Regions from separate parts of the Mus musculus genome. Here region 2 is linked to region 1. Evidence: chromatin contacts called from public HiChIP or PLAC-seq data. All regions are on one chromosome and are shown on one strand. Each heading gives the region's core, a stretch centred on a gene start, on an enhancer-like site or on the middle of the called end of the contact. The rest is flanking DNA. Distances are from core to core; before and after follow the strand shown.

The links. HiChIP or PLAC-seq counts read pairs in DNA pulled down with a chosen protein or histone mark.
Region 2: an H3K27ac HiChIP or PLAC-seq map of heart atrium shows a contact between it and region 1, with 5 read pairs. The contact joins two enhancer-like sites. A contact is called at or near these places in 1 of 39 promoter capture datasets (pre-B cells), 1 of 15 datasets of contacts at CTCF or cohesin (large pre-B cells), 1 of 484 Hi-C or Micro-C datasets (nephron progenitors) and 4 of 115 datasets of contacts at active chromatin or transcription factors (CD8 T cells, double positive thymocytes, embryonic stem cells and 1 more).

The regions. Positions count from the first base shown.
Region 1 is chr1:127,270,821-127,276,336 of GRCm38.p6, forward strand. All of the region lies in intron 2 of Mgat5 (mannoside acetylglucosaminyltransferase 5), which reads left to right. Among named protein-coding and RNA genes, the nearest start is that of Gm51747, 27 kb to the right of the region's middle. Within about 2 kb of position 2,766, at least 8 of the 459 cell types and tissues checked have an H3K27ac peak or open chromatin away from gene starts, as enhancers often do. A contact at or near this core is called in heart atrium, where this site is marked.
Region 2 is chr1:127,335,385-127,340,657 of GRCm38.p6, forward strand. All of the region lies in intron 4 of Mgat5 (mannoside acetylglucosaminyltransferase 5), which reads left to right. Among named protein-coding and RNA genes, the nearest start is that of Gm23734, 37 kb to the right of the region's middle. Within about 2 kb of position 3,882, at least 28 of the 459 cell types and tissues checked have an H3K27ac peak or open chromatin away from gene starts, as enhancers often do. A contact at or near this core is called in heart atrium, where this site is marked.

The DNA.
Region 1 (5,516 bases), core at 1,516-4,015:
GCACTTTTGAGGCCAGACGGGAAGCAGTAAAAAGAGAGGCCTAGAAACTGGGGGCCAGATAGCTTGGTGCGCAAGGCAATAAAGAACTAGAAACTGTCTCAGACAAGATGGGTTGGACATATTATACTTGAGGTAACCTCTGACCTCCACATGCTTTCCGTCTGTCTGTGTCTGTCTGTCTGTTTCTCTCTCTCTCTCTCTCTCTCTCTCTCTCTCTTTCTCTCTCTCTCATGCCCTTATACATATATTTATGCATCATATATAAACGAATACTTTTCCAAAACTAGATGTTGTGGTTTATTCTTACAACCCTGTCCAGGAGATGGAGGCCAGAGGATTATATCCATCCTCCAATATAGACCAGCCTGGGATACATGAGATCTTGTCTCAAAAAAAAAAAAGATTTTTAAAATAATTGTTTTCTCCCCACTGAAGACTAGAATGTGGTTTTACGGAGACCCTAAAGCTGCCTGTTGCAGCAAGGGTGTGCGGAAGCCCCAGAGGAGAGCAGGAACTTCAGGGGACTTCTGCACTGTCAGCAGTTCCCTCCTGCTTGTGGCTCTGGTCAAGTCACAGCACTTCTTCCAACTCTTGAGGGTGGAAGATGGAACTCCTTAGACCTGACCTCTGTTGAAGTGTCTCTGTGTGCTGCTGGAAGTTTCCAGGGCCAGTAGACACATGTACGAATGTATCTTGCACCTATCTGAACTTCTGTCGCTTCATCTGAGGAATGTGTAACTTTGCTGGGGTGGGGGGTACCTTAGAACACAAACTCAGGCCTTATACCCAAGCATGCTGGGGTGCCAGGAAGCCTTTTGCCGAGTAGTGGATACCTGCACCCATCTATGAAAGACCAGGACCCTCTTCTTGCAGGACTTTTCTTAATGATGTCTGCAGTCTCTATGGAGATTCTCTGTCTCCTGATCTCTCATTCAGTTCTCTTGATTCTTGCCATCTGTTGGGCTGGGCAGCCCCCACCCTCACCCTTTGAGAAGGTCTTGCTATCATGAAATCATTTCTAAAAAGAAGAGTGAATGCAGGCACTCTGGATGCATGACTGTGTGAGAGGATATCCTTAGTGCGCGCGCGCGTGTGTGTGTGTGTGTGTGTGTGTGTGTGTGTGTGTGTGTGTTTGCATATGGAGGCCAGAGGTTGATGTTGGATGTCTTTAGCTACTGTGCTCTCCCCTACCCCCTCTCACTCTGCTTTAGTTTTTGAGACATGGTCTCTCACCAAGCTAGAGCTATGTTCAGCTCCACTCAGTGAGGCTGCCTGCGCAGAGAGCCCTCGGGATCTTCTTCTCTCCTTTGCCCATGAAACACTGGTGCTCCTGACACTCAAGCCTTCCTGCTTGCCAGGCAGGCACTTTGCCCCCCTCCTGCACCTACCCCCCCCCCAAAGCCATCCTCTCAGCCTCTGCTTTTTCATTTTTATTTTTAAAGTGTTTCTTGTAGCCTAGGCTGACCTGGAACTTGAACTCACTGTGTAGCCGAGGATAGCCTTGACCTTCTGATCTTCCTCTTCCCATCACCCCGGTGCTGTCATTACAGCTATGAACCGCCATGCTTGGTTTACATGAGTCTGGGGAGCTGACCCAGGGCTTCATATCTGCGAGGAAAGCACTCTGACTGAGCTAGATCCCTAAGCCCACACACTTACCTTTTAATTTTCACTATTATAGTTTTATATTATGGGTGTGTGTGTGTGCATATGGAAGTCAGAAGGCAACTGGTGAAGTCTCTCTTCTTCCTCTGTGTCTCAGAGAACAAACTCTTAAAGGAGCTTTGATAGCAAGCTCCTTTACCCACTGAGCCAAGCCTTTTTTTTTTTTTTTTAATTTGGGAGTGAATGCCACTGGGGTCTAGCCTTCACTATTGCCACTGGGGTCTAGCCTTCACTATTGTTGAGCGGATTTCCTCTTATCTCTCCTGTCCCTACTGGAGATGCTAATTTGCGCCTTTTTGCCTTTCTATCCTTGTTTCCTAGACCTCGGAGATTATATTTCAGGAAGCTGGGTGAGGAGATTCAAAAGAAAACTCTGTGGTAAGCAAGAAGCATGAAGCCCCAAGGCTATAGGGGAGCAGAGACAATGGAAGGTGAAAAGGGAAACCAGCCGCGGAGAAGGGAACCCTGCACATCCTAAAGGAGAAAGTGAAGATAGCAGTAGAGACTGAGAGTTAGAGCCAGGTGGAACCAGGAAGCTGCTCCAAGAAGCTGAAGGCAGGGTCTCAAATAGAACTCTTTAAGTTGTCCTGACCTTGAATTATAAAAACTGCCCAGTCAGTGAATATGAAGGTATTGAACTCCTCCTGTGTTTTAAGTCCCAGGGACACTGCCCTTAGTAAGTCTGTCCCCAGAGCTGTGCTGTCAGGGTCAGGGCCTGGACTCTGGCAGCCCCAACCCAAGCCTGGGTTTAGCCACCATCCTCCATAGGTCAGCTAAACAAGTCACTATGGGAAGCAGAGAAGAAGGTCACTGACCCCACGAGTCTAACTTCAGGGTCCCAACATGAGGTTTAGGTTTAAATAGAGAGCAAAAGGCACACAGGGCTTCGTGTTCCTAGTCTTAATACTATCCCTCTGATTATGACCTTCTAGCATTTTCTGGGCTTCTGTCTCTCCTGCAAGGTGGACTGGTGAGTTGCTCACACTGTGTGAAAGGGAGAAGAAGCAGATTGAAAATCAGGACTTAGCACAGAGCCCAACATTCCGAATAAGGCAAGTTCTAGAAGAAGGCCACAGCCCTGGAGTCACCGAGGTGTCCTACAGACTGATGAGCGCTATAAATAGAAGCCCTAAGGAATGACAGGAAGCCAGTAGCCAAACACACCCAAAGAGAAAAACTGGCTGGGGTATGTTCAGGTGTCTGTGCGCCACTGGAATGCTAGGAGAGCTATCTGAAGACCCCTTCTCTAGTTCCTGGTAGGATATGGGACACTAAGCTTTTACATGGACTTATATTTGTGCTGGACCCTATCAGCTTGGTGAGTAAACCTTTGCATAGATGCATGTGAGTGTCATTAATGTTAGTTCTCAGAAATGTATGGCAATCTTTCCTCTTTCTTCTCCTCTTAGATTTGCTTTAGGAATTACTATACAGTTTACTTAAGACACCTCTTGCTACATCTTAGCCAAGAGAAGGGTCCCCTTAGATAAAGAAGACCCCAGATGTTGGCATGACTCACTAGGAGTAGGCTAGCTCTACCTTTCTTCTTCCTCTTTTTGTCTCTCCCTTCCTTCCACCGGACTCCCTGACCATTGTAGGGTCAAGTCTACAATGATAGGTATTATCAATTGTTGTTGGTTCCATATGGCCCACTCCTGCCTGCTACCCTGCCAACCCCCAGGAGGTCGGTGCCTACAGGCTTGGCAACTTCTTGCATGGCTCAGAGTTTAGCTACTGCCTTAGAGTCTTGAGTGTCCTCATTCAACAAAAGTCCACGAATCTCAGCTGGTCAGGGGCACCTCTTATTTTAAGGCAAAAGGACTTGTGGTATATTTTGAGAAGGTTTCTTGCTTTTCCTACTAGTGTTGCTGCTGGCTTCCTAGTAATTTCTTCTTGGGAAGATAGGTCAAGAGACTCAAGGACTCACTAAAAGAGCAGTTTGTTCTAGAGCTTTCAGAATCTTGGTTCAATTTTTTTTTCTTTTCTTAAAATTTTTTATTTTATGGGTATGGGTATTTTGTTGCATGTATATCTTTATGACATGCATGCCTGGTACCTGCTGAAGACAAAGGAGGGTATTAGGTCCCTTGGAACTGGAGTCATAGATGGTTGTGAGCCACCATATGGGAACTGAACCAGGTCCTTTCCACGAACATCAAGTGCTCTTAACTGTCAAGTAACTCCCTAGCCTCCCTTGGGTCAATTTTAAGAATGTCTCTTTAAAACATTTTTTAACGTATGTGTACACATGTACATATGTGGATGAGTACATGTATGTTTACATGTGCACCATAGGGTACTTATGGATGTCAGAGGACAACGACATGCAGCGAACAGGAGCTAGTATTCTCCCACTGTATGGGTCCTAAAGTTTGTCAACAGATGGTCATCCACTGAGCCATCTCCTTGCTCTCCAGTTACAAACAAACAAACAAACAAACAAACCAACCCCCAAAATAGACTAGTATTCTCTAAGGTGACATGCATTTGCAAAAGGCCAGTCATATTATTAGCAATGCCACTCAATTTATCAGTTGTATGTATGGTCACTCTTCGTCGTCAACTTGAATGGATCTCTAGGAGACACAGGTCTGGACATAGCTGTGAGGACATCTTCAGAGAAGATTTAACTGAACAGGGAAGACCCACACTGAATGTGGGCGGCACTACCCCTAGACTGAATAAGATATTCAAGGAAGGATGGAAGGAAGGAAGGAAGGGAAGGGGAAGGGAAGAAGGGAAGGGAAGAAGAGAAGGGAAGAAGGGAAGGGAAGAAGGGAAGGGAAGAAGGGAAGGGAAGAAAGAAAGAAAAGAAAAAGAAAGAAAAGAAAAAGAAAAGAAAAGAATGAGCTGGGCACCATCATCCATTCATTGCTCCTAACTTTCTGACTGGGGTTGCATTGTGTCCAGATGCCTCAACATGCCTACCCTGGAGACTTCCCCTCCATGGCTGGCTGTGTTCTAAAACTGTGAGCCAAAATACTTAAGTTGCCTTTGTTGGGTCTTGGTCCCAGCAAGGAGAAAAGCAGTCAATACACCTGTCTTTAGATTTATCTTAAATAAACTCATTTGATTTGGTCTCGTAGCGTTTAGAAATGAATGAATTCAAAAAGTTTGGGAATGACCAGATATGTACTTAATGAGAGCAATAAAGAAAGTTTGTATATTATTCATTCCACTGCCATGCCAATGCACCATGCATCGTGCAAAAATAAACTATATTAAACCAAGCTGGCTGTTCAAAGCATATTGGTTCCTAAGGAATGGAAGCCTGTGGACCTTGGAACTATATAACTTCTTAGCTTTTCTTTAGTGGGACAAATGAGGTAGGTAGGTTGGGGAATGTGGACAAAGAATGGCTGATCTAACTATTTAGGAATATTCTGAACAACAGAGATTAGATATGCTCTTATTTCCAGTACCTTATTTATTCTTCTATTTGGCACTCAAAATAACACGTGCATATGTGCATCAAAAACTGGCTTTCCCCACCCCTCCCTGCTACTGGGGATCAGGCTCCCCTTTATGAAAGTTGGGTTAGTCCTCAGGTCTTGGACTTTGTCCCACTAAAGAAAAGCTAAGAAATTATATAGTTCCAAGGTCCACAGCAGAGTCTAGGCAGCCAGGAAGCTCACCATCCAGGGAAGGAACAGTTGAGTGGCTATAGTTCCACCCAACTCCTTATGCCTGCTTGGCCTTTCTTGGCTGAACTTTGTGAGTGGCAGGGCCTCATACAGCCCAGGCTAGCCTGAAACTCCTGTGTAGCTGAGACTGACCTTATTTTCTGATCCTCTGGCCATTACCTTCAAAGTGCTAGAATTATAGGCAACACCATAACTAGCTTATATAGT
Region 2 (5,273 bases), core at 2,632-5,131, 66 kb after region 1:
GTTCTCTCCAGGAGCAGTTTGGGTTGGAGAGCTGTGGCACAGGGTCAGCTCTGGGGTGCAGTAGGAAACTGGAAGGATCCTGTCCTTGGCTGTTCCTTGGTTCCTGTGTCCTGAGGGTTCTGTACAGGTCCCTCTGAACAGAAGTGGTGGTCTTATCTGTGCTCACAGATGTGTCCACACTCCTGGGAGACCAGCTCTCTCCCAGTGGTATTTGGGTCTAGAGCACTGTGGCACAGGATCAGCTCCGGGAGCAGATCAGATCCCGGGAGGATCCTCGGGAGCATTTCTTAATTTCTTAATTTCGGGAGATTTTCCTCTTTCTTAGCTTGTGTCATTTGACAAAAAAACTAATCTGAACAGCTTGCTTGTATGAGATTCTGTCTCGAAATGAGGTCGTGGGGGTTGAAGAGTTACCTCAGTGCTTATGAGCACCTGCTGAGCTTCAAGAAGACTAGTTCAGTTCCTCCCATCCTAGTTAAGCAACTCACAACTACCTGTAACTACCGCTCCAGGGGATTGGCCATCTTTTTCTGACCTGTACAGGCAGCTAAAAGAATGCAAGTGCACATCTCTCTCTCTCTCTCTCTCTCTCTCTCTCTCTCACACACACACACACACTTATATAAATTAAAACAAGTCTTAAAGAATGGTAGAGTTTGGGGCTCATGAGGTCCTGTCTCTCTCTGAGGAGCTTCAGGTAGTTAATGGTTGCTGATGAAGGGCATAATATTTCCTTGTGTGGCACAACCACTGGTAAGATGTGTGTACCCCTATAATTCACCCTATTCATACTCCTGTGAGCAACCTGGATTAAACTCAATAGATACATTAATAAAAACAATGAAAATAGAAGTGGGAGCTAGATGAGAAGAAAGGAATCAATAGGGGAAAAGGGAGAGGGTAATGAGGGAATTGTGAATATATGTGTGTGTGTGTGTGTGTGTGTGTGTGTGTGTGTGTGTATGCATGTAAATGTCTTGAAGCCCATTAATTACAGTGAATACATGTTAATAAAGAACTTCCGGTTGAGACTACTGATGATGTAAGTAGGAGGCAAACATCTGAAATTAGAGAAAAGAATGAGGCCTGAGGGAAGAGATTTGAGAGCTACATCACTCTGAAGCTAGAACTGTGGGGCCATGATGAGCCATGGGAAGAAGTGAGATACCATCTTGATTCCCAAAGGTATAACTTCATGAATGCCCCGGTGACTTACTTCCTGAGGAGACAACCCAGTGAAGGTTTGTGATCCCTGGGGAACTGGGGATCTGGCAGAATGTAAAATACTTTACCCCAAGCCATTAGTTTGGGCATATTCATTTAAAGGCAGTTGACCCTTTGCTTCTAGTGCTGTGGGAAAGGAAAGACTGTGAAAAGTATATCTTGAGACCCAGAAGGCCCAGGTTCAAACCCAGGCTCTGCCATTCATGCCTTGGCAGAGTGGGCAGGTTAGTTAAGGTTTCACCTGAGTTTCCTCTTCTGTGACATGGGAAAATAGTGCCCCTTTTTCAGGATGATGTAGGAAACTGGACTCGTCGTAATTACTTTCCTCTTGCTGTGACTAAATATCTGGCAAAAACACATCATGGAGAGGAAGGCTTTATTTTGGCTCACAGTTTAAGAGTGCAGTTTATCATGGCGGGACAGTCACGGCAGCAAGAGCTTGACTTGACTGCTCACATGGCATCCTGGAGGCAGGAAGCAGGAAGATGGGTGTGGTGCTTGGTTCACTTTCTCCATTTTTATTGAGTTCAGGATCCCTGCCCATGGGATGGTACTGCCCATTTTCAGGGTGAGTTTTCACTCTGGAGACGTCCTCACAGACATGCCTAGAGGTGTGTCTCCTGGGTGACCCTAAATCCAGACCGTGTAGAGACTAACCACTGAAGCAGCAGGGAAATCAAACAGTGTAGGAATAGGAGTGTGTTGCTGTGAGTCAGTGTGAGCAGAGATACCCACCAAGTGTTTGTCCAACTGAGCGCCCTCCACTGACACACACTGTACAGAGGACAGTAAGGGTGGCCCTACCTTCCTTCACTTCTGGAATATCCCATCTGCCATTAGCCTGGTATGGGAATTCCTAAAAGTCCCAGGAACTCTGACTGCTGTGTTGTCAGAAGGGGAAGGGCCTCTCCCATTTTGAAGGTTGAGATATCACTCTAAGATCATCTATTCTGTTATCTGTTTGTGACTTGTTATAAAAACAGTGTAAGATTTTTGTGAAATTCTATTCACTCACATGATTTAGAGGTATTAACATTCATGTATTTGCTTATTTATTTGAACAGGTAAAATAACAGGTAGTTAAGGATTACCTTAAACTCCTGATGCTCCTGCCTCAGCCTCTGGAGTGCTGGGTTATAAGTGTGCACCACCACACCTTTTTGTGCAGTGGTAAGCACCTATCCGGAGCTTCTCACAGGCCAGACAAGCACAGTAGCAGCTGTGATGGATCCTCAGCACTAGAGGTGGTCTCCCTGCTATGGGGCCTGAAGCTTCAGCATTGGGTTACACTTCATAACAGAGACAGGATTTGGGCATGATGAAATTAGGCTTGTTTGTTTTGATCAGAAGATGACAGCCATCGCTTGCTCTAATTTGTCTTAATGAGGTACGTGCAGACAGTGATGACGTGGGCTCACATATGGTGTCGGTTCCGCAGACGGTTCAGTCCCCGACACATCTGCTTTCTCCCACGTGCTCCCTTGTCTTTTGCTGTTTTCTTCTTCACCTGTTTGTGTTTGACGCCTATTTCCACAGACGCATTCCGGACCTCGAGGCTTAAAAATAGAGAAGCCACTCTGGAGGCTTTAGCTATTCTCGTGGGAATGAGGAGATATGATGGGTGGGGTTTTGAGAGGTTTTCTGTTTGGCTGTGCTCTTGACTTTGCACACCCACGATTCCCTCAATCAGGTTATCCCCAGGAGGATCAGATGCTAGCTGCTGGTTGTTTTATAGTGGTGCTGGCAGTGTAACTCTGGGCCTCAGACACAAGGCAAGTGCTCTACCACTAATCTGTAACCTCAGCTACTTTGTAGGGTGTGTGTGTGTGTGTGTGTGTGTGTGTGTGTGTTACCAACTGATCCGTTTCCCCAGCCCCTTGTCCTGTGTTTCTTAATTCTCAGTCCTTAGATGCTTTTTCCTTTGCCTGAAAGAACCCTTTGGATCCCTGTGGCTTTTAGCCTTATGATGGCCTTCAAACTCTGCAGCCACCTGGGGGTGGGAATGCCTTCTTGGACTCTCTCTTCATCCATGCGTAAAGGGACATACATACAGTTCCTACACCTCCTGTCCCGTCAAACTCAGGCAGACCCAAAACAGTGCTTGACCCTTCCCTGTGTCCCCTTCCCTGTCTTCTCATTGCACGTGAGGAGGGGACTGCCTACTGGGAGTATTTTGTTCTCAAGGGAAGACAGTCATTAACCTGTCTAAACTCTATGCTAATAGAACCTTCTGGGTAATTGCTTTCATTAACAATGGTTAAGGCAAGCATTACAAGTTATAGCAAGATTTTCAGAGAACAAAGTAAACATTTAAAACTTCATTTCAGGGTACAGTTAGGCTGGGGCAGTGAAAAGATTAGTATGTGCCGGGTCTGATCTTATCTGTCACCCAAGTGAGGCACTTGGCTGAAGTTGTCCTCATTTCTCTTCAGTGGCTTTCTGAAGCCTAGCTCTGGGGAGACAGATGTGTGTTCCAGAAGATAGGGGCAAGGTCGATTTTCTTCTTACATTTCTGTCAGAACCGAGTGACATGGTGACAGAGATTAACTGCCTTCCCTGTCCTACCGAGGAATGCTGTGAGGATTAAGAAGGTGGCCTCTGGCTTGCAGCTCTGCCGTGCCAGGAGGACAGTTGTTTCTTTAGGGCACAGGGCCATTAGCAGCAGCTGAGTTGGCTAAGAATGCCCACTGCCCGCGTGTGCCAGGGCCAAGCTGTGCTCAGGGCTCCTGAGCTGTCATCCAGGACACCTGGGAATTCACTGAGCTGTGATTTTCATGCCCGCAGGCTCCAAGTGTCCAGAACAAGCCAAGTTCCTGCTTATGTGTGTAAGTGAATTACTGGGTTGTGTTTTCAAGTGGAAGCTCGGACAAAAACCTGTTTTCCCTGTCAGGAAGAGGGATGCAATTGGACTGTTCAAATGTTAGAAATTATAGCTGAGCCACAAGATGTAATAGAAAATTGCCGTTCTCCTCCAACCCAGGGACTGACTGAGTTGGATCATCTGCTGGATACTCTATGTCCTGCCAGGCCCTTCCTTCTTCAGGCTGGAGAGAGGGAGATGAGTAAACCCACTGTATAGATACATAAATGTGCAGTTGGTCCAGCAGCGACAGAAGGGGGTGGTGGTGTTAGTTGGGTGTTAAAGAAGACCCCCTCAAGAAGAGACATTGGGCCAACACCTCTGAAAGGGAGAAGGGAACCCAAGGACTATCTAGAGAAGGTTCCAGAGAGAAGAACCGGCCTTCTGGAAGCTCCAGGCCACATTCTGGTGGGGTGTATTTAAGACACACAGGTATGACATCTACTGTGGGAAGTAAGTTATTAGCCAAACTGAAAATGGAAATGGGTACGGATGCTAATCTTCACTGTCCGACTGACCGGCTTGGACACACACCTCTGGACGTGTGCCTAAGGATGTTTCCAGAAAGATGTAGCTGAGGTATGTATGAAGGTCCCGTCTGAGTATGGATGGCACCACTTCATAACTGGAGTCTAGGACTGAATAACAAGGCAAAGCGAGCCGAGCACCAATGTCCATCTCTCTGCTTCCTGACTGGGAGAAAGGGGACCAGCTGCCCCATGCTCTTGTCGCTGTGATTTTTATGTCACTAGGCTCTGCTTGCTCAGTCCCTGAGCCAAAGCCAACCTTCCTTCCTCAGTTTTCTTTAGTCAGGTATTTTATAACATTAAAAACCATGTCTAATACAGGCATCATTTTCTAAACTGTATCATCTCCCACTTATATTTTGTTGGCTGACGCAGGGCACCTGTGGGCGTGGTTTTGTTCACTAGGTGGCTCTGACGAGTGAGGGTGCAGTGTGTGCAGCAATGTGAGTCCAAGTCTCTGAGTGGGATCCGAAATAGCCGGCAGGAAGACTCGGGCCAAGTCATTTTAGAAAGCACCCGTCTCAGCTCTACCATCTGCCCAGATACTAGCAGAACCATGACCCTGGGGGACAGAGATTTGCACACATGGCTGCCCTGGCCTACATTAGGATTTCTGGAAAAGTTACTTGATCTTTGTTTCTTCTTCTATAACTAGACTTTCG